Regions from separate parts of the Mus musculus genome. Here regions 2, 3, 4, 5, 6 and 7 are each linked to region 1. A link is a contact called in public Hi-C, HiChIP or PLAC-seq, Micro-C and promoter capture Hi-C data. All regions are on one chromosome and are shown on one strand. The core of a region is the stretch at or near the end of the contact, and the rest is flanking DNA. Distances in the headings are between cores, read along the strand shown. Region 1 holds the start of Shisa2 (shisa family member 2). Region 2 holds the start of 4930563I02Rik (RIKEN cDNA 4930563I02 gene). Region 3 overlaps Atp8a2 (ATPase, aminophospholipid transporter-like, class I, type 8A, member 2). Region 4 overlaps Atp8a2 (ATPase, aminophospholipid transporter-like, class I, type 8A, member 2). Region 5 holds the start of Rcbtb1 (regulator of chromosome condensation (RCC1) and BTB (POZ) domain containing protein 1). Region 6 overlaps Atp8a2 (ATPase, aminophospholipid transporter-like, class I, type 8A, member 2). Region 7 has its middle 33 kb from the start of Gm41164.

The links. Promoter capture Hi-C pulls out the DNA fragments that hold promoters and counts their contacts. Hi-C and Micro-C count contacts between places; a contact is called where the count stands out from the background. HiChIP or PLAC-seq counts read pairs in DNA pulled down with a chosen protein or histone mark.
Region 2: a contact with region 1 is called in an H3K4me3 HiChIP or PLAC-seq map of forebrain, with 4 times the contacts expected there. The contact joins the promoter of 4930563I02Rik here to the promoter of Shisa2 in region 1. A contact is called at or near these places in 10 of 39 promoter capture datasets (the C10 cell line, the HPC-7 cell line, cranial neural crest and 5 more), 4 of 484 Hi-C or Micro-C datasets (cortical neurons and embryonic stem cells), 5 of 115 datasets of contacts at active chromatin or transcription factors (astrocytes, embryonic limb bud, embryonic stem cells and 2 more) and 2 of 9 other capture datasets (embryonic stem cells and pancreatic islet).
Region 3: a contact with region 1 is called in an H3K27ac HiChIP or PLAC-seq map of embryonic stem cells, with 6 times the contacts expected there. The contact joins the enhancer-like site here to the promoter of Shisa2 in region 1. A contact is called at or near these places in 18 of 39 promoter capture datasets (the 3T3-L1 cell line, 3T3-L1-derived adipocytes, the C10 cell line and 12 more), 1 of 15 datasets of contacts at CTCF or cohesin (large pre-B cells), 22 of 484 Hi-C or Micro-C datasets (CD4 T cells, the CH12 cell line, the F1.1 cell line and 16 more), 17 of 115 datasets of contacts at active chromatin or transcription factors (craniofacial prominence, embryonic basal ganglia, embryonic forebrain and 8 more) and 5 of 9 other capture datasets (adipose tissue, embryonic stem cells, liver and 2 more).
Region 4: a promoter capture Hi-C map of the HPC-7 cell line shows a contact between it and region 1. The contact joins the enhancer-like site here to the promoter of Shisa2 in region 1. A contact is called at or near these places in 17 of 39 promoter capture datasets (the 3T3-L1 cell line, 3T3-L1-derived adipocytes, the C10 cell line and 10 more), 1 of 15 datasets of contacts at CTCF or cohesin (large pre-B cells), 8 of 484 Hi-C or Micro-C datasets (B cells, bone marrow-derived macrophages, differentiating embryonic stem cells and 3 more), 11 of 115 datasets of contacts at active chromatin or transcription factors (craniofacial prominence, embryonic basal ganglia, embryonic forebrain and 7 more) and 3 of 9 other capture datasets (adipose tissue, liver and pancreatic islet).
Region 5: a contact with region 1 is called in a Micro-C map of embryonic stem cells, with 5 times the contacts expected there. The contact joins the promoter of Rcbtb1 here to the promoter of Shisa2 in region 1. A contact is called at or near these places in 2 of 39 promoter capture datasets (the C10 cell line and hematopoietic stem and progenitor cells), 1 of 484 Hi-C or Micro-C datasets (embryonic stem cells) and 1 of 9 other capture datasets (adipose tissue).
Region 6: a contact with region 1 is called in a Hi-C map of myocytes, with 3 times the contacts expected there. The contact joins the enhancer-like site here to the promoter of Shisa2 in region 1. A contact is called at or near these places in 10 of 39 promoter capture datasets (the 3T3-L1 cell line, 3T3-L1-derived adipocytes, the C10 cell line and 7 more), 4 of 484 Hi-C or Micro-C datasets (cumulus cells, myocytes, nephron progenitors and 1 more), 14 of 115 datasets of contacts at active chromatin or transcription factors (astrocytes, craniofacial prominence, embryonic basal ganglia and 7 more) and 4 of 9 other capture datasets (adipose tissue, embryonic stem cells, liver and 1 more).
Region 7: a contact with region 1 is called in a promoter capture Hi-C map of hematopoietic stem and progenitor cells, with 2.6 times the contacts expected there. The contact joins the enhancer-like site here to the promoter of Shisa2 in region 1. A contact is called at or near these places in 18 of 39 promoter capture datasets (the 3T3-L1 cell line, 3T3-L1-derived adipocytes, the C10 cell line and 12 more), 1 of 484 Hi-C or Micro-C datasets (embryonic stem cells), 3 of 115 datasets of contacts at active chromatin or transcription factors (embryonic forebrain, large pre-B cells and stem cell-derived neural progenitor cells) and 2 of 9 other capture datasets (embryonic stem cells and liver).

The regions. Positions count from the first base shown.
Region 1 is chr14:59,623,729-59,627,155 of GRCm38.p6, reverse strand. It overlaps Shisa2 (shisa family member 2), which reads right to left and starts at 1,875. Exons shown (of 2, transcript NM_145463.5): 1 at 756-1,875. The coding sequence starts at 1,089.
Region 2 is chr14:60,085,730-60,088,999 of GRCm38.p6, reverse strand. It overlaps 4930563I02Rik (RIKEN cDNA 4930563I02 gene), which reads right to left and starts at 1,494. Exons shown (of 3, transcript NR_166718.1): 1 at 726-1,494. It overlaps Atp8a2 (ATPase, aminophospholipid transporter-like, class I, type 8A, member 2), which reads left to right and starts at 2,086. Exons shown (of 36, transcript NM_015803.3): 1 at 2,086-2,418. The coding sequence starts at 2,318.
Region 3 is chr14:59,926,896-59,930,400 of GRCm38.p6, reverse strand. The region is part of intron 23 of Atp8a2 (ATPase, aminophospholipid transporter-like, class I, type 8A, member 2); the gene reads left to right. Among named protein-coding and RNA genes, the nearest start is that of Atp8a2, 160 kb to the left of the region's middle. Within about 2 kb of position 1,345, at least 7 of the 459 cell types and tissues checked have an H3K27ac peak or open chromatin away from gene starts, as enhancers often do. A contact at or near this core is called in embryonic stem cells, where this site is marked.
Region 4 is chr14:59,958,904-59,962,702 of GRCm38.p6, reverse strand. All of the region lies in intron 23 of Atp8a2 (ATPase, aminophospholipid transporter-like, class I, type 8A, member 2), which reads left to right. Among named protein-coding and RNA genes, the nearest start is that of Atp8a2, 130 kb to the left of the region's middle. Within about 2 kb of position 2,007, at least 11 of the 459 cell types and tissues checked have an H3K27ac peak or open chromatin away from gene starts, as enhancers often do. A contact at or near this core is called in the HPC-7 cell line and nephron progenitors, where this site is marked.
Region 5 is chr14:59,199,294-59,202,559 of GRCm38.p6, reverse strand. Rcbtb1 (regulator of chromosome condensation (RCC1) and BTB (POZ) domain containing protein 1) reads right to left here and starts at 1,332. Exons shown (of 12, transcript NM_027764.2): 1 at 976-1,332.
Region 6 is chr14:59,886,378-59,889,879 of GRCm38.p6, reverse strand. The region is part of intron 24 of Atp8a2 (ATPase, aminophospholipid transporter-like, class I, type 8A, member 2); the gene reads left to right. Among named protein-coding and RNA genes, the nearest start is that of Atp8a2, 200 kb to the left of the region's middle. Within about 2 kb of position 2,154, at least 28 of the 459 cell types and tissues checked have an H3K27ac peak or open chromatin away from gene starts, as enhancers often do. A contact at or near this core is called in myocytes, where this site is marked.
Region 7 is chr14:60,127,244-60,131,050 of GRCm38.p6, reverse strand. No RefSeq gene overlaps it. Among named protein-coding and RNA genes, the nearest start is that of Gm41164, 33 kb to the left of the region's middle. Within about 2 kb of position 1,365, at least 61 of the 459 cell types and tissues checked have an H3K27ac peak or open chromatin away from gene starts, as enhancers often do. A contact at or near this core is called in the HPC-7 cell line and hematopoietic stem and progenitor cells, where this site is marked.

The DNA.
Region 1 (3,427 bases), core at 626-3,125:
CCAAACCTATGTATGTGCCTGTAGCACTCATTCACACACACACACACACACACACACACACACACACACACACACACACACACGCACAGAGAGAGACTCAATTTGGCAGCCTCTCCTTAAGGAAATGCCATCTACTAAATTATTTGACAGGCTTACTTTCAAAATCTGGCTTTGTCTATTAAGAAATAGTCAAAAGTCTCAATGAGCAAAGTTGGGCTCCGTTCCAGTGGCACGTCTATCAAGTCAGCCTAAGGAGGCCAATCCAGATTCCCAGAGGCCTAGGTGGTCACAGGGAGCTGTGCACTGGCTCCTGCGGGAGAGAAGGGATCCCTGAGATGTGAAAAGGTGCGTCACCCACGGGAAGTCGTCTGCTGTCCCCCAGAACTGCCCTCCGTCTGAGGACCCTTGGAGGAGAACCCTGGACAAGCCTTCTCCAGAGGGGTGCACCCTTGTCATTTTCTTGACTATTCCCAAGATTAAGCCCAGTGGAAATGGGACGAAGGGAAAGGAAGGCACGGACCATGAACAGAAGCAACGTGTTTTTTCTCGAGGTTTTTTGCCCCACTTCATACAAAGTTAATGAGTAGGGGAAACAAAACAAAACAAAAACAAAAACAACCCCCAAACAAAAACAAAAAACTCAGGTTTCTGCTCCCCGGCCCTTTCCTAAAATCTCCAGGCTTCCTGGTCCTTCTTGCCCAGGCAAAGCAACCGCCCTCCCGCTCCCTCTTTGCACCTGGCTGCTGCTCGCCTACCTGCCGAGCTGTCTGGGCCTTCTCGGTCTGTCCGGCCAGGCTCCCCTACGCCCTGCTGGCGGTCGTTGTCGCAGCCGCCCTGGTCTAGGCGCGCCTCGGCGCTGGAGCAGCAGTAGCGCAGCGCGCAGCTGCCGCAGCAGATGGTGGCGTCGCCGCCGTCGAAGCGCTCGGGGCACTGGAAGCCGATGCGCCAGACGCCCTGCGCGTCCAGCCAGCCGTGGCAGTACTCGCCGCTGGCCCGCGCCCCCGCCGCCAGCAGCGCGGCCAGCAGCAGCTGCAGCAGCGACGCGCGGTGCCTGGAAGAGGTGGAAGGTGAGCAGCGTCCGCCCCACATGGCACTGCCCTGGGCACCGGTGATGTCTCTAGAGGTCACAGATCTCCCCCAAGAAGTTATGGTTCGGCGATCCCTGGGGCTTTCCGTGAGGAACACTCCCCTCTGAGGCGAAGCCCAGGCTGCAGAGCCAGGGTCTAAGTCATCCCTCCTTGCGAGTGACCACGTCCCTGCTAGGTTCGGCCTTCACAGGGGCATCACAGAAGAAACGTTTCTGAAAGCTTGGCTTGTGATCCGACCTTCTTTGGGCATCCTCGAGGGGACGCCTCGCTGCCGACCAGGAGCCAGGCCGCGGCTGGAGCGTTTCAGCATCAGAGTCCGGAGCTGGTGGCTGCTTTCCCCCTCTATTCACTTCCCCTGCGAGAAGCAGCGAAGGAGGCGGGCAGTGCGCGCAGTGCTCCCGGCGGCAAGTGCAGCAGCGGCCGGCTGCGCTCTGCCTCCGCCACTCTGTGCTCGGTCCTCATGGCTCCGGCCACCGCTCGGGACGCTGCGAGTGCCCGCACCTCCCCTGCAGTCCCGGAGCCCGCCCGGCTGGCGGCGGCCGCGCGGCTGCTGTTGGGCGCCGGGCCAGCGGGCTGCCCTCCCCGGCTCCTACTGCAGCCCGCGTCTGGTCTCCTTTCTCCCTGTCGCTGGTGCGCCCCCGGCAGTGCGCTCCGGTGGGAGCCGCCCACGGAAGTTTCAGTCCCTCGGGCTATGGGAGCAGAGGAGCGCGCGGACACCCCACGCTCGCCTGGCAAGGCTGCGAGCCAGCTCCGACTGCCCGGCTGCGCACCGCGCTCCTCACTTAAAGAGGGGCTGGAGGCTCCCCTGCGCGCATGCGTGCCGAGAGGGCTTTCCCTCCGCCAGGGGACACTCGTAGCCCTTCACTTTCCTTCACCAAAGGTGTGGCAGTGGCCAGGCAGCGGTGCGGGTGAACAGAACAGACAAGTGGGAAAACACGTTTTAAGTCAGCCACGCCTTGGAAGCCAGTTAAAACAAGGATAGCAGAAGTAAGTTTAGTGCGGATCTTCGACGTCCAACATTCCGAGTTACTCTGACAACTCTCCAAAGAATAATTCTTACTTTCCATGTTACAGAGGACTCAGTCATCACTCAGATAGACTTGTCTTGCTCAGCTTTCAACCTCCAGGCCCAGGACGAACACAAACCCTATCTGAGCTGTGGTGCCTGGCCTCCCGGTGCCATGGCACTGCACAGTAAAGAGGTCAGCAAGAAAGTCAATAGGGTCACTGACTAAATTAACTATATTATTTTATTAGTTTTCTTTTCCCCTCCCTAATTTGGTGTGGTGATTGTTGGCGTCCGGCAGAAAGGTGCCTCCGTGTGACACTTGACCTCCTTGGCTTAGACAGCTGCAGCCAGGAAGAAGGCAAGGGTTCAGACGCCAGACATTCTGAGAAGAAACGAATAGCTTCACTCTTGAAGCAGCTGAGCAGGTGCTGATGCTATTAAAGTAACGATGAGTATTTTTAAAGGACCTACTGCGTCTTTCTCAGCTGGAGTCATTCCATGTGAATGCTAAACCCAGCCCCTGAAGGAGGAACCATCACGTGTTTCCGGGCTGTTTCTTTGTGTATCTAATGGAGAACTGGCTGTAACAAGAATACAAGGCAATTTTGTCCATAGCAAAGACATTTTTGAGTTAAACCACTGTAGGGCTCTTAGTGCAACCCTTACCTAAAACATTGAGAATTAAGCCTTCCACTCATCCCAGAAAATATTCACAGAGAAAACTCTTCCTTCTGTGCCTGTGCCCAACAAAACACCTTATTCTTGTCATTTAAGGGACCCTTGCACGGAACCCCAGAGCGTGGCCTGGGAAGGAAATGCTTTACCACAGAGCTCCACTCCAGTCTTGAAAAGACATATTTTAAATGCGCCAAACATCAACCCCTATAAGCTAAGAAATGAACAAAACTCCAACATTGAAGAAGCATTCATTTCATAAGCACATTCCGAATCGAGTTCTGGGGATTCACCTTGGCTCCTCGAACCGTTTCCCTCAAGCAGGGTGGTCTCCAACCCACAAACTAACTAGGCCCAACCCTGATTAGCATCAGAGATCAGATGGGTGTGGTCACAAACTCAAGCAGACTAATGTTTCTGAATTAACAGAGCAGTTGGACTGGAACGGAATCAAGCAAGTAAAAATGATACAACGATCTATAAGCAGCGTTGTGCAGAGCCAATGCGTGTGTGAGCGGTGGGTATGTAGGTGTTTGTATGTGCATGTATGTCTACATATATGAGCATGCGTGTGGCGGCCAGAGGTTGACTGATGTCAGGCCTCTTTCTCAATTATTTTCCTTATTGAGACATGGTATCTCACTGAACCTGGAGT
Region 2 (3,270 bases), core at 245-2,744, 460 kb before region 1:
TGATGGGGTAGCCAATATGGAAGTAGACATGGCTTCCTGCTGCCCTTTCTCTTTAATGGGAGGACTTGGCATTGTCTCCTGGCTAGGGTAGACACTAGAAAGTAGGGGGTGAAGGTGGAAGAGGTGAGGGGTTGCTCCTATAGTAAGAGATAGCCTGGGTGTGGTGCACTCATTGAAGAAGGAGCAGACATATCCAGGGTTCCATCCCATGATCAGCTTCCAAACACTGACACCATTGCATATACTAGCAAGATTTTACTGAAAGGACCCAGATATAGCTGTCTCTTGTGAGACTATGCCGGGGCCTAGCAAACACAGAAGTGGATGCTCACAGTCAGCTATTGGATGGATCACAGGGCCCCCAATGGAGGAGCTAGAGAAAGTACCCAAGGAGCTAAAGGGATCTGCAACCCTATAGGTAGAACAACATTATGAACTAACCAGTACCCCCCCCCCCAGAGCTCGTGTCTCTAGCTGCATATGTATCAAAAGATGGCCTAGTCAGCCATCACTGGAAAGAGAGGCCCATTGGACTTGCAAACTTTATATGCCCCAGTACAGGGGAACACCAGGGCCAAAAAGTGGGAGTGGGTGGGTAGGGGAGTGGGTGGGAAGGTATGGGGGACTTTTGGGATAGCATTGGAAATGCAAATGAGGAAAATACCTAATAAAAGGTATTAAAAAAAAAGAAGGAGGAGAGAAAAGGACTGTATCTGGCTTGTTACCATGGCCCCGGTGTGTGGTCTGGATGCTGGCCGACTCCAGGCTTACTACTTCTTCACTGGTCTGCATAGTATGTCCACTTGAGATACTCAGTTCGCCTCTCAGATTCTGCTTTCTCCTGCTGGGGATTACAATCCTTGTAGTCAAGTTAAGATGATTGAAACACAAGTGTAGTTTTCCAGATTTTCTTCATGTCAGCAAACAGATATATCTGTAGCTAGCAAATGGGAGTTGACTCCCGTAAGATTCAAGTTTTGCAAATGGTGTGTAGTATACACCTTTTTGATAGAGAAGATGAAGCGTTAGTTGGATGAATAGTTAAGGAAAACAAGGTTCCACTTGCAGAGCTTTGATTCTCCCTAAAGGTTACTTCTCAAGGTGGGCTGCCTTTTCCCAGAGGGGATGCTGGGTTGAGCTTCTCTCTCTCTCTCTCTGTGTGTGTGTGTGTGTGTACACACGTGAGCACACAGTGTAGTATATACTTCTGCATACACCTAAGAAAACTGCTGGGGAGTTAAGCCCGCTCAAAGGCTTCTAAATAAAGCTTGCTGTCAGTTTTATAGAACTGGGAGGCAGGGAAGCTTGTGTAGGAGCCACAGGAACTACTTAAGAAGGAACTGGGAGCTCACATGCTGGACCAGAGCTGGAGATGAAGTTGCTCTTTTGAGGTGATCTGGCTTATTTATGGACACCAGCAGAAGAGCTCGTGCAGGATCGCAGTGGGAGACAAGCTCTGTCCACCTGGTGCGGGACTGATTTCACAGTGGAAGTACTTTCAGCAGTGATGACTTCACTTGTGGTATCTCGCTAGGGTTGTTTGTCTCATTGTGACTAAACATTGTCAAAGGATTCTAGAAAAACCAGGTTCCGAGTGCAAGGACAAGGCGTGGCCTCGGCTAAGTGGAGGTCTTCTGGCTTTGCTACTGACTCCCTTAGCCTCCTCTCCAATCTCAGGCAGACTAAAGCAGCCCTCCTGCCATTGCCCCTGGGCCAACCTGGCAAGCGCGGGTACCACAAGCTACCCGTGCAGCCAGCTCCATCCCCATCTCGCTCTGGGCTGCCAGACTCCCAGGAGCACTGGGGTCGGGCAAGATGGGGTTACCTTGGGTCCACCCGGCCTCCTGAAGGTCCAGGGCAGCGTGAGGTCTCTGGTAAATCCAGAGCTAGAGAAGCCTGGGAACCTTCGCCACGAATCCAGGTTGGGATGAGGCTTGGGGAGGGGGGGTGGGGGGGGAGGGGCGGGGCCTCACAGGTCCACGGCGGGGCGGGGCCCAGGAGGTGGAGCCTATTTACAGGTCGGGGTGGGGCGTCTCGAGTCCCAAAGGGGTGGGGCCTCACAGGTTCAGGGCGGGGCTGAGTGGGGCGGGGCCTGCCGCTGCGGCGGCGGCTGTGGCTACGGTCTAGTCTCCAGGGGCAGGCTAGGTGCATAGGCGGCCCCAGTCTCTCCAGAGCATCCTTCGCGGCTGGTCCCCGCTTGCAGCCTGCTCGCAGCCTCGGGCCTGGAGGCTGATTTCTTTGTGTTTTGTTTTCCCCGCGCCTCGATTCTGCAGGACCCGTTCGTTCTTCTGCGGGCTACAAGAAGGCAGAGGATGAGATGTCCCGGGCCACGTCTGTTGGAGACCAGCTAGAGGCACCGGCCCGCATAATTTACCTCAACCAATCTCATCTCAACAAATTCTGCGACAACCGGATCAGGTAGGAGAACAGGCAGCCGGGTGAAGCTCAATGCTCACATTCACGGGATGGCTTTTCCATCACCCGGGCGGCCCTCAGTTCACTTGCTTTCCCCAGCACTTTGCATCTCTGCCTCCTGCACCCACTTTGAGCCCAGAGGTCCACACCCAGCGCCCAGTGGGCCATGTGAACACAGATGCTGCCTTCTCCTATGCAGAGCTGTGCCCAGCCAATCTGTGGGCCTTATGGAAGTTCTTCTAATGCCACCGATAAAAGTGAAGGTGTCCTCTCACCCCTTACTGCCTTCCAAGAATCTCCATAGTCTCCCTGAAACCTCAATGATGGTTCTCTTTGTCACAGCTCTCTTGAGTAGTTTGCAGAACATCTGTGGGGAAGTGCTTTATAAGGGAATGAATGTGAGTCTCACAGGCTACAGGGACTCACATTTATTTCCCAGTGATCCACTGCATTTGCTAAGGGTCTTCTCATTTGCTAGGAAGTCTTGCCCAGAGTCAGCAGAAATATGAATGGAGGGTAGCATTTTTGTGTCTGCTTTCTGTCAGCTGGCCACTGTGTTAGGCGCCTTAGCTGCGCATCTCCAGTGTCTCATGGAGCAAATCATTGCCTCCAGATCAGGAAACTGGAGTGGAGAGATGTGAAATCTTGTACTACGCTCATATATTAATAGCTACTAAATGGGAAAGCTAGAAATCAAACCCACTTATCTGACTAGCAAGCAAATTCTTGCTGCTGTGCAAAGCTTGTTTCTTAGCTCAGTGTTAGCACACTTTGAGCCACCATTAAACTTTTGAGCTTTGACCAACTTCATGTCTGTGAGTGATTTCTGAGGATAGTTTAGTGTGCTGCTTAGAA
Region 3 (3,505 bases), core at 96-2,595, 300 kb before region 1:
TGTCTGTCTCTGTCTCTATCCCTTCCCCGACTCTGTCCCATAACTGCCCTTCTGCCATGAAATGTCACAGCGTGGAGGCTTGTTAACAAATTCTGTCTTCCTCATCTGAGACTTCGAGCCTCTATCACCAGTAGCCAATGCATGTATGTTAATTATAGACTAAGGTATGCTGTGTTTACATCACAGAACAGACCAATACTATGACTTTCTCCCATGCGCTGTGCAGGCATGTGTAGCTGAGTTCTTCATGCTCTCCCATAAGGTCTCTTCCAAACCTTAAACATGGCACCAGTATCGCTCTTCCAGTCACTGTGGTCTTGCGGTGCTGTGGTTGTTTCATCCAAGTGTCTATGGTGACAGGAACCTGATACAATACTCACCACCTCAGCAGCTACCTTGTGGTTTAGTCTGTCTCTCCTACTAAAGCAAACCCACCAAGAGCCCTGAGGCTAGAACAGGCATTTTCTTCACGGCTCTGCGGGCTTGGAAGTCAAGATCAAGATAAGATGTTGGTTTACAAATGGTTCTCATCTTGCTGTGTCCTGCATATGATGGGGAGGAGGAAAAAGGAGAAGGAAAAGAGAGGGGGAGGAGGAGAGAGGATGTATTAGTTAGGGTTTTACTGCTGTGAACAGACACCATGACTACGGCAAGTCTTAATAAAACAACATTTAATTGGGGCTGGCTTACAGATTCAGAGGTTCAGTCCATTATCATCAAGGTGGGTGCATGTCAGTATCCAGGCAGGCATGGCCCAGGTAGAGCTGAGAGTTCTACGTCTTCATCCAAAGGCTGCTAGTGGAAGACTGACTTCCAGGCAACTAGGGTGAGGATCTTATACCCACACCCACAGTGACACACCCATTCCAACCAGGTCACACCTATTCCAACAAGGCCACACCTTCAAATGGTGCCACTCCCTGATCCAAGGATATACAAACCATCACAGAGACAAGAGAGGGGAGGGGAGAGAAGAGATGGGAAGGAGAGGGAGGGAAGGGGAGGGGAGGGGAGGGGAGAGAACTCAAGCATGCTTAGGTTTATTTATTACCTCACACTAACCCCATCACAGGGACTCCCTGAAGCTCTGCTTGCTAACAGGGCTTTGGTTTAGTAATTTGGAAGTATTCGGGCAACACCTTTTATAGTTAAGACTTGGGAAGAGACTCTCAGAAAGAGTGGATGTGAGTGCCCCCTCTGTTCCAGGGCCTCTGTTGCTGTGGAAATCCCGGAACCTTTTCAGGTCTTTCTTTTGCTTGCGTGCACCTCCAAGAATCTTAGCTTGCCCAGGCACCGTGGCTTAGTCTGATTTCTGCTCTGTAGCAGAATATCCAGGCTGAGTGGTTTGTGAACAAAAGAAATGTATTTGACTCATTGTTGCATGGGCTGGGAAGTTCTGGTTTAAGGGCCACATCTGGCAAAGGTCTTTGTCTTAGTTAGCATTTCTATTGCTGTGATAAAACACCAGGACCAAATGCAACTTGAGGAGGAATGGGGTTCCTTCCGCTTACAGCTCTCATGTCACACTGCATCATCAAGAGAAGTCAGGACAGGAATTCAGAGCAGGAACCTGGAGGCAGAAACTGAAGCAGAAGGCATGGGGAGTGCCTCGTAGCTTGTTCAGCCTGCTTTCTTACAGCATCCAGGACTACCAGCCCACAGGTGGCACAGCTGGCAGTGAGCTCTGTGGTCACACAATCATCAATGAAGGGAAGACCCCACAGGCTTAATCACAGGCCCACCTGGCAGGGGCCAATCAGTTTTCTCAACTGAGAGTCTCTGTATCCAAATGTATCAAGTTGCAAAAGTAGCCTGCACAGTCTTCCTGCTCTGTCTTCCTTATTAGAAGAGCAAGAGTGAAGGAGACAGCTGCTTAAAAAAAAAAATCCACCCTGGCAATACTTCTGTCAATTCATTCTGGGGACAGTGACCTGATGACCCTTATTAAGTCTCACTTTTCAATACTGCCATATTGAGATGAAGTTTCCACATGAACTTTGGGGACATGTTCGGTCCATAGTATCGCCCTTCCGTCCTTTAACTTCCCACTGCTCATTCTTATTTTGAAAACATCCTCCTAATTCTGGCCCCAAAGCACGCCCCCTCCCCCACCCCCACCCCCACCCCCACCCAGGCTGATAGGCATTCTGCAGCCAAAGCTGAGGTCTCTACCTGTGATGACAAATGGCTATTGGTGTATAGTCTATCCTCATGCATAGTCTCGAAACAGCCTAAACAGGAAAGCTGGCCTCCCTAATCCCCCCCCCCCCCCATGTCTCTATGCTATGACCTCTTCTGAAAACTATGATCTCTGTGTCTCAGGGAACTTAAACCATCAGCTTTTTCCTTTTCATGACAAAGCCTACCCGTGGGCACCCCCTGCCTGGGATAGAAGGCACTGAGCTAGACTGCGGTCTGAGGTAGCAACAGGACCAGATCACGTGCCTTCAGTGTTGTGGTCTCAGGAGAGTTTCCTGTCCTGCATGAGTAGATGCCTGGCAGAATTGCCCTGTCTTGGCGAAGAGGGAAAGCTTTTCTTCTTCTGTCCACCCAATTGCTAAAGGTCAGGTTGCTCCATAGATAAATAAAGTTGCTTCTAAGGTGCTTGTTTGCCACTCAGAATGATAGAGCTAAGGGTGAATGAAATGCATACTGTTTCTATTTTCTTTTTCTTTCTTTTTTTATTAGATATTTTCTTCATTTACATTTCAAATGCTATCCCAAAATTCCCCTATACCCTATACCCTCTGCCCTGCTCCCCTACCCACTCACTCCAACTTCTTGGCCCTGGCGTTCCCCTGTACTGGGGCATATAAAGTTTGCTAGACCAAGGGCCTCTCTTCCCAATGATGGCCGACTAGGCCATCTTCTGATACATATGCAGCTAGAGTCAACAGCTCCGGGGTACTGGTTAGTTCATATTGTTGTTCCACCTATAGGGTTGCAGACCCCTTCAGCTCCTTGGGTACTTTCTCTAGCTCCTCCATTGGGGGCCCTGTGTTCCATCATATAGATGACTGTGAACATCTACTTCTGTATTTGCCAGGCACTGGCAAAGCCTCAAAAGAGACAGCTATATCAGGGTCCTGTCATCAAAATCTTGCTGGCACATGCAATAGTGTCTGCATTTGGTGGCTGATTATGGGATGGACCCCTGGGTGGGGCAGTCTTCCAACATCAAAGTAAATGGAGAGAAGTTGGAAGTAATCCCACTAAAATCAGGGACTAGACAAGGTTGCCCACTTTCTCCCTACCTATTCAACATAGTACTTGAAGTCCTAGCCAGAGCAATTCAACAACAAAAGGAGATCAAGGGGATACAAATTGGAAAGGAAGAAGTCAAAATATCACTTTTTGCAGATGATATGGTAGTATATACAAGTGACCCTAAAAATTCCACCAGAGAACTCCTAAGCCTGATAAACAGCTTCAATACAGTAGCTGGATATAAAATTAACTCAAACAAATCAATGGCCTTTCTCTACACAAAGGATAAATAGGATGA
Region 4 (3,799 bases), core at 758-3,257, 340 kb before region 1:
ACAGTGGCCAATATAGGTCATCAATATGACATCCATTAACACGTGGATAAAGAAATATGGTACCTATGCATAATGGAATTCTTTTCAGACTTTAAAATAGTAAATCCCATCATTTATAAAGCATGTATCATTTATATGCTAGAAATGAGCAAGACTAAGAAAAACAAATGCAGCATAATTTCTTATGTGAAGTAAAAATTATTAAATTCATGAAATCAGGGAGCAGAGCAGGGATTGCCAGGAGTGGTGGCATTAGGGAGATGTCACTGAAATGATACATAATTCCAGCTAGGCAAGAAGAGTATGCCCCAGAGATATATCGTAAAGTATAAAGACCATGTTTAATAGCAATGTAGTATCTATTGGGAAATTGACAAGAATAGTTTTGAAATGGTCTTAAAACACAGAAAAATAAATATATGAGGGATCTGGTTGCATGTATTAACCTGCCTTAGTCATTCCACAACATGTATTATCTCAGAGCATCACACAGAGCCCTAAACTTAATTTCCACAAAAGAAATACTTTTGGAAAATTACCAGGAGTTGAAAGTTCATGGGCTGCTGACCAGATGTCACCTGATTGCAATATACGTTGGAATACAGGCTCTTCTTTCTCATGGGGTCTTATTTTTAAGCTTTTCAACAAAGGAAAGATCTCACAGGCTGGGTTCCATTTCTGCGTCTCAAAGTGACCCCATGCTGTATGACCTGGGACACAGTGCTGAGATGCTGTGCCTTTTTACTGCCTTATAAAATAGGATCCGCAGTGAGCTTCTAGCAGGTTGTGAGGATGGTAGAGGACCAAGTGGGCAGGGCTTAATGAGCACACCACACTGCATGGGGGCATCTCTTACTCCTAAAGCCAGAAATTTACAATTTTAAAGACATGTGCCTTCCATAAACTTACTAACACTTAAGTTAAGAAGGAGCCAAATAAATCATAGCTTTATGTAGTCGCAGTGACAAAATGCATAAAGCAATTCGTAGGAGGAATACTTACTCTGGTCTGGCTTTGAGTTCATGAAGGGCACTCTAGCTTGCAAGCTGTGCCATGACAAGAAGATATTTCCTCTATTCAGTTAGTTCTCCCTAGAGCAATTTATATCCTGTAGCATATGATATGTGGAAGACAGACTGTCAGGTAGTTACACTCACATTTTTCTGTAGAATCTACTGTGTCCACTTTTGTTATTTGGGGGCACACCTACTGAGTGAGTTAGCACACAGGGTAGCTCACATTTACTTGTGAGAGTGAGCTGTTGATAGATCCAGGCCCAGAAGCACCCATTGCTGTTCTGTGCAGTGTCTGAGCTGCCTGTGGATTGCTTTATCTCTTTCACTGGTCAGATGGTAGCGACGCACCTTTTTTTTTTTTTTTTTTTTTTTTTTTCTGTTTAGTCCGTGTAATTGATAGCACCGTGGTTTCCTGAATGGCAGCCTTGAACTCAGTGAAGCGTTGGGGATCTAATTGAGAGTGGGATATGTCAGGCCACTTGGTCCCAAGCCCACTCGTCTAGATGTGCAAACCGGTGCGTCAGTGAGTCACAGCTGATTGAATTACAGAATGATTATCTCAGCAGACCAGCACTCACTTTTGTCTCTAAAATCCCCTAAGTTATATTACTTGGAAAACAAGGATAAAATAATTAGCAGGCAGATGTTCATCTAGGATTACCTATGTCCAAACCGCAGAAAGGGCCAGGCAGCTCCCTTTGCCATCCAAGTTGGTGGCTGCTTCCTTTACTCTTCGGTAGTGTTTTAGCAAGACTTTATGTAGTCACAGTGACAAAATACACAAAGCAATTCTTAGAAGGAATATTTACTCTGGTCTGGCTTTCAGTTCATGAAATGGCCTGACTGTGTTGTGCTTAGGTCTGTAGGCAAGGCACAAGTGCATTAGAGGAGAAATGCCTGGTGGGAGAAAATGCTTACCCCATGGCAGCCAGGGAACAAAGAATGTCTGTAAGATCTGGCTGCCCACTTACCCTTCCCATTTACTCTGGCACTGCCCACATTTAGGGTGGAGCTTTCCCCTTAGTCAGTCATTTGTGGAAACATCCTCAAGGCACTCCAGAGGTGCTCCACTTATCAAGCCGAACCATTAACATTAATCAGAACAATGGATCAGTCTCCCTGTCGTATTCGCTCTTCTAGATAGTATCATTTGCTTTAGACACCTCCAAATTGAGAACAAAATCCCACAAGCCCAAACCTGTGGCTGGTTCCACACAATTCTCTGCTCTGACCACCCAGAGTGCCCCGGAGCCTGTTGGCTGCCTCACTGCAGTGAGCAGATGAATCTGTCCTGCTTTTGCTAAGTTGACGCCCAGTGACCCGTGGGAGAGGGTGGTGATGTTATCTGTTTGCACGCTTCTTGGTGCGTGTGAAAATGTAAGGTTCCAGAAAGATGTCCCATAGAGAGTAAAAACTTTTAAAGGGAGGTTTCTGGTGAAAACGTGCTAGTGTATGTGAGTAAAAGGCATTTAGTAAGCAGTGTCCCTTAAAAGGCTGTGCGCATTGATGGTCTTTAGTGTCCAGGAATGCTGGTAAGTCACACCAGAGAGATTTGCTGACACAGTTTGATTAGCCTTACAGATAGAAGATGAGGGTGCCTTGAGACCCACTTAGAAAATTTTCTTTCTAGAAGCTATCGATTGCACTGATTACAATCACAGCAGGTTTCAGCCTGCTGCCCAAGTCTGGAACTTTAGACTAGTTAAAATCAACAAGCATCCTGCTATCAAGTTTCATTTAATTACACTTCGCTGCCAAGTCCGGCTTTCAAGGCCAACTTCCCTGCCAGGTGCTTTTCAACAGTGCCCAAGCAGAGAAGAACCTGCAAGAGCGCCGTGTGCTGTGGCCAGCATTGCTCTGAGAGCAAATCTCTGATTTATCCCGTGATAAGGCCTCTCTGCACCTCTGGAAGCAGACTGCCTTGCTGCTAACTCGAGGTCGTGGAAGCAAGTCCAGCCCAGTCAGCTTTCCCCCAAAGGAATAGAGAAGCATTTTAGGCCTTTATCAGGAAGGTATGTTCCGGGAAAGAGCAACCTTAGCTTTTACTTCCCTAGGTCACTTTCCTAGCAAGCATGCGAGGACCCTCAGCCCAGGTATCTCATACCCTTTGCAAACAGGCAGCCTCTGCTTGCCAGCTTATTGCATTAGCGAATTAACGGTGCTGCAGAGACTAGCTCAGAAGTCGGTTTGGCAGCTGTGCCTTTGGGGAAATTCAGGGGAGAGTGACCTTCCATTTCTAATAAGCATGCTATTATACCAAGAATTGAATTACGGAGAGCCTCGTTACTCTCTCGAATTTGCTGTTAGCCTCTTCCCCCATTTTACTTCTATCAAACTCTACTGAATGGACCCCAGTTGTTCTTAGTAGGATACCGTGAGCAAGGAGCTCAAAGTCTTTCTTGTCAAGCCCATTACTTTGAAAGACTTTGACTCTTGTAAATGTTAGAATTTGTAAAACGTCGTCTCTGAAGTCTGTTTCTTTCTCCCTTAAGTTAAATGGAATAAGACAACCCATTGTCCACTCACTCTTTGCTAGAATGGCATGCTTGAGTTTTCTTCCTTAGAGCAAAACAAGTCACCTTCTTGAAACTTCTTTGTAACTCTAAAATTCACATGGAATCTTAATGGATCAGAAATCCCCATGATAAATTCTGTAACAGAAGACCTGAGAAGAGGATGCAACCCATCACTTGGTGGAAAACACCCAGTTCGAAAACAGTACGGGGCTGGGGCTGATGGGTGGCAGATACCCAGAAGGCAGTGGAGAGGCAGCTAGCCGGCAA
Region 5 (3,266 bases), core at 83-2,582, 420 kb after region 1:
TCTCTGTGTAGCTCTGATGGTCCTGGAACTCGATCTGTAGACTTCTTATAAACCGTATATTGTGGCCTAGATATACTTGAAAACTTGAAATTTTTCGTCTATATTGTGAGCCAAATTACATAGTAGATTAATTAACTGACATGTTAGGAAATCTATTCTAGTTAAAGTCCAGCAGTTTTTATCACATCTCTGGATACATATAAGGTAATGTACTGTCTTAAAATTTTTTAACTATAGATCCTAGTTAAGAAAGAAAATGTATTTCAATGTCTTGTCAGGCCTGTAAACGCATGAAGGCCCAACCTTTGTTTCATATGCTTCCTTTTAAGTACCAAATGCAGAAAGAGCAATTCAATTGCATGACTCTCGGATAAAGACCCCAGACTTCTCACTTTCTGGTACACACAGGCACTCAGTTTAAAACCTTAGAACACAAAATTTAAGCTACGAGCTTCATAGCTTTGGTTTCCTGTATATGTTCTGAGATTCGTAGAACTTAACACTTCGGATCATAAGACTTAAAAATCACAGAAGAAACACTTCAAAGATTAACGCATCACTTCCTCTTCAATAGGCACAAAGAGGGGGAAAGGAAAAAAAAAAAAAAAAACCCGCCCCGAAGTACTGGTATTCACACAATGGAGTAAAACCCAGGCCACAGAAGAAGAGAACCTAAATCCTGTTGTGATTTAAATTGAAGTCAAAATTTAAAAGACACTCTAAACTCCCGTAAGGGTCCCGTAAGCATCATCTCATGCCTGCCAGCATTTCTTGCTTTTGATGCTACGCCCGCTACAGCGCACGCCAGTCTCAGAAACTCCGATTGTTTTGCCCACCACGAGCTTTAATCCTCGTAGCAGTAACGGGGCAGAGGCGAGGGAGACTATGAATGTTTCTAAAAGCAAGCTGTATTGTCTTATAAAACTGCAACCCTCGGCTTCGGCGCTCTGCAGCAGTCAGCCTCCCACCGCTAACCTGCGTGCTCCGGGTTCCTCCCCCGCAGGGCGGACAGCGCAGCTCCTCAGAGGCAGGCCGCGGGCAACGCCACGTACTCGGCTCGCCGCACACCTGGGGGAAGCGCCCGCAAGACGGAATCCGCGGGTGCCCGGTGCGGGGTGCGCGTCGCCGGGGAGTCGCGAACGCGCCTGGTGCGCACGGCCCTCGGGAGGGCGCGGACTCAGCAGCCAGCGGCCGAACAAGGCCCTGTCCGGCTCGCCTGCTCGCTCGCCCGCACCGCCGCCCTGCAGCGCTCTACCTGTCAGGCCGCCCGGCCAGGCCCTGACTCCGCTGCGCCGCCGCCGCCTTAGCCGTAGCCGGCTCCTCCCCCCCAAAACCGGGAGCGAGCACAAGCGCCCGGGCCGCCGGTCACGTGGGCGGGTCGCGTCACGTGACACCGGAGCGCCCCGCGCAGCGCGCGCCCTCTGTCTGCTCAGGTTCCCGCTCGGGTTTGGTTGTAGACCGGGCTGCTGGCGCAGCGCAGGGGCGCCGTAGTGGCTCCCGCGAGGACCGGAAGGCGAAGGCGTCCCAGGATGGCAGCAGAGCGTGGCCTTCCTCCCGCTCCGCCCATCCCAGGCCGCTGGTCTTCAGGACACGTGTCTCTGCCCGGTCCGAGGAAGGCCAGGACGCCTAGGTCAGGAGGGCAGAGGCAAGGCTGCTGAAAGCTCTCTCTCTGCCCAGAACTTTTCTTGTGTTAAGCGGGTACAACTGAGGTCCGGAAGGGAGCGGCCGCTTTGTGCTTTGTGCTTTGTGCGTCTATCAGAAGAAGCTTATCAGTTGTAAAGTCCCCTACCGCCCTAGGCTCTCCCATTTGGCACTAGAGACCAAAGTCTACACTTGGCACCCCAACATTCAAGCTATCTTGTTTAGACTCACCTTTCCCTTTTCAGGTCCCAGCGGTAAATACAAATCCCCTTTGTTTTCTGTTTACCACTAAGCAGATGCGGTCCAAAAACCTTTCTGTCAGCACATAGTAACTACAACGTGCTTCCCCCCTATAGAGAATTCTTGTTTCTCTTGAGTACTTTCGGTGGATTACATTTTTAAATATATATATATATACCTTAAATTGCTGTAGGCCTCTCAGGGTTTGTTCATTCTTTTGCCTTGATCTCAAATGTTCAGAATCACCATTTCCTTTCTCAAAGAAAAAACAGGAGGAAGAGGTTAAAAACAGATTTTACTTAGAAATTATTGCAATATAGAAATTGAGCCCTATTTTATACCCTAATGTTTCTTTCTGTTGTACTAGTCCCTGGGTAAAATCTGTTTTTACCAGTTTAATGACTCTGGCTCTGGTTTTTTTTTTTTTTTTCCTAACATTTCCCAAAATATTCATCGGTCTCTCATCTTTCAAAATTGAGGTCAGACACCATCTATTCTTCTTGCAGACTTAACATCTTCAGTTGTTGTAAAAGTTCATTGAGACAGCCTCAGCTACAACTACTCCTCTAGTTATAATACTACATACTCAAAACAGAAAATTCACAATGCAGGTAAATGTATTACTCTGCATCTAAGAGATTAAGTATCTATTGTTACCTGATCTCACATATTATGAACTCTTCATAACAGGGCTATATGGTCTTACTACAATAACTGAGAACTGACTAGACTCTCACTATCAGCCAATGGAAGAGCAACACCAAAAATATGGAAATTTGGTAGACTTGAGGGAGGATAGAAATGGAAAATTATGGGAACATAGGGAAGAAAGGAGTCCCTTACCACAGAGTCTTTCTGAAGCGTTTTGCAGCTGCAAATAGAGTACAATTAATGTTTGTGCTGAAGGTTGCCTACAGAGAGACAGTATTCCTTTTTTATGGAAATATTTTCTAGTAAGAAGGTTAGAATACCAATGAACTATAAGGTCTGAGTGTATCTGTCCTTAGAACACCACCTTACTTCTATCCCAGATGTTTTGTAGGATTCTTAAATGATAATCTTTCTGTGTGTCTCTGTCTGGTCTCTCTTTTGTCTCTCTCTGTCTCTCTGGTGAGACAGACTGTGTGTGTGTGTGTGTGTGTGTGTGTGTGTGTGTGTGTGTGAGAGAGAGAGAGAGAGAGAGAGAGAGAGAGAGAGGGAGAGACAGCACATGCAAATGTAGATGCATGCAGACTATGTGTGTGTGTGTGTGTGTGTGTGTGTGTGTGTGTGTGTGTACAAGCAAATGTAGATGCAGGCAGATTTCATTCGCAGTGAAATATTAACCTCTGTAAACATTGAAAACATCCACCTTCCCCACACATCCTTGTGATCTAGATCTTGTT
Region 6 (3,502 bases), core at 905-3,404, 260 kb before region 1:
TGAGAACTGGACTCTCTGCTGCAATACTCAGAAAGGCCATCTCTAAGGCCATGAGCAAATGCTTGGATGGAGTTGTTCCTTCTTCCCTTTCTCTGGTGAGTTACAGTGAGTAGTGAGCTGAAGCTAGAACCCTCAGTGGTGTGGGCTTGTGTCTCCACCACTGATGTTCGAAGGGCACTGTCGTTCACAAGTCATCCGTGCCTTGAGTGTCTGCTGCACTTCAATGCTTCCAGTGTGCTTCCTCTGGGAGCTCAGAGGCTAGTAGAAGAGACAGATTGTCACCCAATCATGATGCGCTAGGATAGCTTCTGACAGAGGGCAGAGGCCTATGCCTTACAGAAGGGAACAGGGAAATCTTCCACCTGATAGTTGGGACACACTTATGGAAAGGGGATTGATATGCACACAAACACAACCCCAAAAATATCAGAGTTAGCAGGTCCAGGACCTCATTTTGAAATCTTCAACTTAAGGAATCCCTGTGCAGCTTTCTGGCTTGCAATAGTACTGGATGTCAAGTAACATGCCATTTTGGATACAGCTGAAGAGCTGAGAGCCGTATCTTAGAGGACACTGGTGAACAATTCCATGCTGGAAGTTTTTGTGTTAGAATCACAACTGATGCAGGAGGAGGATGGATCCCAAGGGAGAAAATATGGCAGGGAGAGGCAGAGTGGTGGGGCCTTGGAGAGACTTACCAAGATCAGCTATGTCCTCACTTGATAAATGTCTGCTTAGAGAAGTCACAAATTTCTGTGTCTGGAATGGAGCTGCTGTCCTTGGGTGAGGTTCTTGTGACATGAGGACAAGATGTTATTTATAACATTTTCATGTTGATTTGGAGCAGCCTGTGAGCCGTGAAGCCAGTACGATTACCTGGAAGCACAAAGTCAATTGTAACTTAAGAGGCGTGTCTGCACCAAGAGCTGGCCAGCTTGTTCTACAAAGGGTTGGTTAATAGATAGTTTGGGCTTCCTGTCTATGCAGCCTCCATTTTTTATGTTACTGTGGAGAAGTAGCCATGGAAAGTGTGTGCATGAGTCTGTGTGCCAATAAAACTTTATGAAGTTATTTATAAATATGGATGGTGGACTAGATTTGACCATGGTCTGGATGACTGCCAAAAGACAGGCCACAGTTTATCATAAAATGGCTGAGCAAATGCCATGTGAATGTGTGAACAGAGATCCAGGAGACCAGGCCCAGCAGTTGTGAATGAACACAGAGTGGTAGGGAGAAATTAGCTTAGTGAAACTAATTTCAATTTGACAAGGGGCGAAGTGGGGGGGGGTCACCCTTGGATTTGACTGACAGGAGGGGAGTTTTAGTGGAATGCCAGGAGCAGAAGTTTGAAGACTGACTAGAAAGTAAAGAAGAGATGAAGACAGAAATCTAGATAATGCTTCATGTATGTTGTCCTTCAGAAATAAATACCTAAACTAATATTCAGTTTACTCCCTGCAAGTAAAGAAGGCATCAAAGTTTAAATAGTCGAAAACAGACTCTTGACAAGTCTAAATTGCAAGCCTCCACCAAATCTCACACTCCCTTGTTTGCACCTTATGCTTGAGGTGCTATTGGTGTGTTAATTGGTGCTATCACCTTCTACTCAGACTTCCTGGGTTGTAGCTTGGTGCCTCCCTCTGGCGCATGTGCACACATGTGTGCGCGCGCACACACACAAACACACACACACACACACACACACACACAAAGAGTTCAAAGTATCTCCACAGAGAGTGGTGGAGTAGGTTTGAATCCCAAGATTCCAGGGATTTCACAGACACTAATTATAGGTCGTAATGCCATCTGTCCCCTGCTTTGGTTGGTTACTCAGCCTCTGCCTTCCCTCTCTTTCTATCCCCTTCTGCTAGTATTTGCTGAAGTTTAATCTTTAAGAAGGTTGTAGGGCTCAGGAATTTTGTTACATCCTGTACTCTCATTCTGAGGTCTACCACTGTGGCTTGGACACGTGAATTTAGCCAGTAGCAGATGATAAAAGTATGTAGTGGGGGAGTCGGGGTGGGGGTGGGGAAGATGCGAAGTAAGAAGTAGGAAGGGATTTGTGGTGAAGGGACGGAAGGGGCCTGGATTTGAAGGGCCCACAGATGTGTCTGTGTACCCTAAACACTTCAGTTTTCAGCTGGCTTGCTTCTGCTAGCAGCTTCTCAATTTACATATGCTAGAACTGCAGTCGAAATGGCTGGGATCCGGGCACATGCCACCTGGATCCTTGCCAGAGTTTATTTCCGGCTGACAACTTTTTGGATGTACTACAAGATTTCTACTTGTTTGTTCCTCCTAATGAGGTGGCAAGATAAGCCCGTATGTGCCCCAGCTGTGCACCACAGGGTATCAGAATATGGATTTGCTTTGTAAAAAGGAACGTGAGCCCCATACGGCTCCCAGTGTCTGAAGATAGCGCTGGAAAGTGGACTTGGCAGAAGTAAATTCTCCCTACCTTGTTGGGAAGAACTGGAGTTTGCAAAGTGCGGCAGCAAGGGCTCTTTCCTCTTGAACTGCTGCTGCAGGAAAGAGAGTGGCCACATTCATCTGAGGAGGGGGAAAAAACGGGTTTTCCTTGGGTATCTGCATGATTCCCGTGAGACATAGGTCACAAGGCACACAGGCTGCAACATTGGCCCTGGGTAGCACAGCCTTCATGGGTTCCAAGTCAACGTGGGGATGCAAGAGAGTGCCAGGAAAATATTCCACTTACTCACCACATCCTACCCAACCTCTATAATTTATCATGAATGAGGCTTAAAGACCCGAGGCTCTTGTTTGCAAGGAAGAAGTTCATTTTTTACTATTAACTAGTCATACCAGAGAATAAAGATATATAACAAATACAGCCGATGCCACCCGATATACCGGAACAAGAGCAGTATGGATCAGAGAGGGCTCAAACGAGAGCCTGTGGGTTTTTTTCCTTGAATCACTGAATCGATCGGTGGAAAGGATTTGAGCATGGCACTGGGAAATATAGGTTGAGGTATTTTCTTTTCTTAACAGCAAAATCCCAGGCTGTTGTATTGGAAGATAAAGTCACCTTGGCTTGAAGATGAGTCACAGATGGAAAACAGTGGAGAGACAGCAAATAAAACGAAACATAAAAGGCAGGAGCCCCTTGGGGCTCAACGCTGTGGGGTTTGTGCAATGCATCACACTTCACTTAAGGAGGGATAAACTTCCCACTGATGAGGTTGGCAGATGATTTCCTATTCTTGGGGGAGAGTTCAAGAATCAGTAAGGGCAGAAATATTATAATTATACCTTAAGGAGATCAAAATATAGACAGGAAATGACAAAATGAGGTATGGCTTGGAAAACTCATCCTGATACAGGTGGGAGGAGAAATAACGGAGAATGCAGAGTCTGTGCAAGCAAAAGAAATGTTGCACCAAGATGCTCACAGGGAGCATTCAAAGGATGCATTGAACTGGGATGAGCCGACCAGGAGGCCCACCCAGGCTGCTCACCCCAGCAGAGAAAGCGATTG
Region 7 (3,807 bases), core at 116-2,615, 500 kb before region 1:
GTTTTACATTTGGACGAGATGAGTGTGGTCATGGAGAAGTGTGGCTGACAGGAAAGGATGCTGAGATGAGTTTGCTGATGGTAATGGATTTGCTGAATTAGCCAGGGCTGTCTGCTTAGATTCCTTGGGAGTTTCTTTTCTTCTGGCTGGCGAAAGGGCGTCTCTCTCACGAGGGTCTTCCTGCTAGGAGGGAAAGGGGCAGGAGAGGTCAGAATGACCTTCCTTGCTTCTCTGGTTTCTCAAGGTTAGGATGCTGCATTTGGGAGTAGCACAGCGTGAACCCTGTCTGCTAGCTTAGATGCTGTCTTGAGGACCATGAAGCATCCTCTGTATATGCAGTGCACAGTGTTCCTACCTTCGCATTATCATTGTGGGAGGCACTGCGTAACAACAGCTGAAGTGCTTTATCCTGGCTGTTGATTTTAGCCCTGCTTTATCTCTGCTCCATGAGAGAGCAGTGGGGTTGAGGACCTGAAGGCAGACTTCCTCTACAGTCTAGGTTTTCTGCTCTACCTGCTGTGGGAGCTCAGAGTTGACAATGTTTCCTTACAGGGCCTTTAAAAGTAGAAACAAAATATGTTATACTTGGCACCTACTAAGTCAGCTGCATGTGTGGCCTTATGTCTCGTGTGCTGCTCAGTTTTCCAGGGTCCTTTGGCTGTGTGTGTTCTGTCACAGAGGGAAGGAACAGGAGGTAAAGCAGGGAGCAGATCACAAACCAGGAGCCAGAGGTTGCAGTAATGCTCAGTGTACCTCCCTCATCACTCAGGCTGTGTGCTGGGTGACAAAAGTGCTGGGATTTTAACAGATAGAGGGCTGGCGAGATGGCTCAGTCCGGAAATGTGTCTGCTGTCAAGCCTGAAGCCCCAGTAATCCTCTAACCTCTACATGTGCCATAGCACAAGCATGTGTATATGTGCACACACACACACACACACACACACACACACACACACACACTTAAAATGAAAAACTTTAAAATCTGTCATGTCACAGACAAGCAGATGGCAGTGCTTGAGAGCCAGCAGCAGCCAGGGGCTTAGTTAGCCATCAACTATAAGGTACTTAGTTCAAACCTCTCTTATTTAGGAAGCATGTTGGATTAGAACTAGAAGATGGGATGGTAGGAAATGGAGCATGGAGCGAGCTGTAATCTGGCAGGAACATCCTGGGATAAGGTGCCAGGGACACGTGCCCTGCATAGGTCCTGGAACTCTGCATTTTCTAACAATCAATAAAGATGATCTTGAATGGAGCAAGGAACTGAGACAGACTGCATAATTCTAGAAGGCATGTGCACTTACGTCATGTTAGCTGGTCTTTGTGGTTCACCGCATCCTAGGCTCAACTGAAGGTTTCTAGATAAACACAGTCACATGCGTATCCTGGAAGATACAGTTTGGGGCATCATTTTGAAATCTGAGTGGGGGACTGTATAGAGTTCACTTTTGAGTTTATTCCTTTCCACATGTCAAAATCATTTGAAGAGCCGAGCAGTGGTGGCGCATGCCTTTAATCCCAGCACTTGGGAGGCAGGGGCAGGTGGATTTCTGAGTTTGAGGCCAGCCTAGTCTACAGAGTGAGTTCCAGGACAGCCAGGGCTACAAAGAGAAACACTGTCTTGGGAAAAAAATCATTTGAAGAAAAAGAGCTTTGATATAGGCAAGCAGGTCGTACAGCTGGACCACATGTGATCAGAAACAGTGAGCTGAGCAAACCCAGAGGGCCTGTGGCTGGGACAGGGGCTGAATAAGGGGTTTCTGTCTCCCTGGATATTGTGTTGAATAGTATTTCTATATCAATGTCACATCTCCAGGATTGTCACATAGCAAAAGGGATGTGCTTGTAGATGAGATCTTACAAACATAAAATTTGGGGTAATAACTAAAGTGGGTCTAATGTTTAATCTATAAAGAGTTATGTTGTAATAAACACAGTCCCATGAAGCCTCAGGAAGTACTTGGGGAAGGCACTGTGGTGGGAGTGGGTGCCAGGGCAGGTGTAACTCCACAACGACCTGAAAGTGCCACCTTCTCTCAGGAAGCTGGGGATCGAAAGGACACGTGTAACTTAGGATTTAAAATGGCACAGCTACAAAAATTCTGTACGTATCCTCTACAAAAGCATATCCATGGGGATAACTACTGGTTTTGATTATGTTTTTCTTCCATTTACAAACTTTAGATTCAATTTCCTGGACTTATGATCTTACCATGAAGTGTAGTATATGCTGGATTGACAAAGAACTCCCCCTTCCCCTGTGTACACATATGTGTATTCGCATGTGCATATAGAGGCTAAAGTTTAATACTTAGGGGCTGCGCCCTTGCTCTTTGAGACAGGCTTACAATTCACCAAGTAGACTTTGCCTCCTGCCTCCACCTCTTCAGCACTGGGATTCCAATCATGGGCCACCTTGCCCAACATTTTAGTCCAGGGAAGCTGGGGATTTTGCACATGGATGCAGGCCCTCATGGGTATGCTACAAGCAATGTTACTGGCTAAGAATCTTTAGAATTCCCCCATTCTTCTAAAAATAAATTAACTATGTGGCAACTTAAAAATTACACAAGCAATACTACACCTTACATGCATGGAACTGGAAACAGCAGAGCAAACAAACAAATAATCACTGGAGGCTGAACAAGTAACTCAGCGGCAGGGAACTTGCCTTGCATGCACAAGACACTGGCTTCCATCTCAGCACAGCAGAAGCCAAACAAGTGAGCAAGCGAAGAGCCTGCAGTGACTCTGAGGGCTGCCGTAGGATGCTCTGGGCATGAAACAAGTGTGTGCAGGCATTTGTTACGGAACGGGTCTCAGAGAGGCAGGATCTTGCTTAAGTTCCTTTTGGGAGTAGCTAAGTAGACTCCTTTTTCTTCTCTTCCTACTCTCTTTCTCCTCCTCTTCCAGCACCTCTTCCTACCCCCTCTTCCTCCTCTTCCTTCCTCCTTTCTCCTCATTGCCCTCCTCTTCCTCTCCTGTCCTCCCTTCCCCCTTTCTCCTCCTCTTAGGTAACCCATTTTTTGTATGATGGAGCACCTAGAACCAATCCTTGTTCTACGTCCTCCTTACCCTACTCTCACGAGTTACAAGTGACAATATGAATACGATTAGAAAGCCATGGATATATATAGGATTCAGCTTCTGGTTTTTAGAGAAGGCAAGAGATGCTGCACCAGTCTGTTTTCTGTTCCTGTGGAGAACTGCTTGAGACTGGGTGGTGTACTAAGGAGGTGAATTAAACTCGGAGTTTTTGAGTTCAAGGCCTAGCTAGAGCTACCTTGGCTGTGTCACCTCTTGGTGGAGAACATCACAACAGCAGGCATCTCCTTTTTAAAAGGCTTGTTATTTAACTACAGTATTACTTAAACAGGCAGAATAGTTATGAATAGAGGACACATGTATAAAAGATTCCTTAAGGATTTGAAGCATACAGAGGCTTTTCTGAAGACACACCTTATTGATTTCAGTAATGTATTTTGGCATAAGCATTTGCCTGGTATACCTATAGGATGAGTTATTTTAAACGCATTGATGTAGCGTTGGAAGTTTGTTTTATTATCTTTATGCATGCTTGCATGCATGCGCGCGCTCGTGTGTGTGTGTGTGTGTGTGTGTGTGTGTGTGTCTGAGGACAGCCTTTGGTGACAGCCTTTGCTTTCCTCATTGTTTGACACAGGATCAGCTGTTGTTTGCTGCCGTGCACACCAGGCTAGCTGGCCCATGATCTTCTGGGGATTCTCCTGTCTTTACCTCTCATCTCTCTGTGGGACTGCTGAGATTACAGATGTGAGCCAGCTGTGC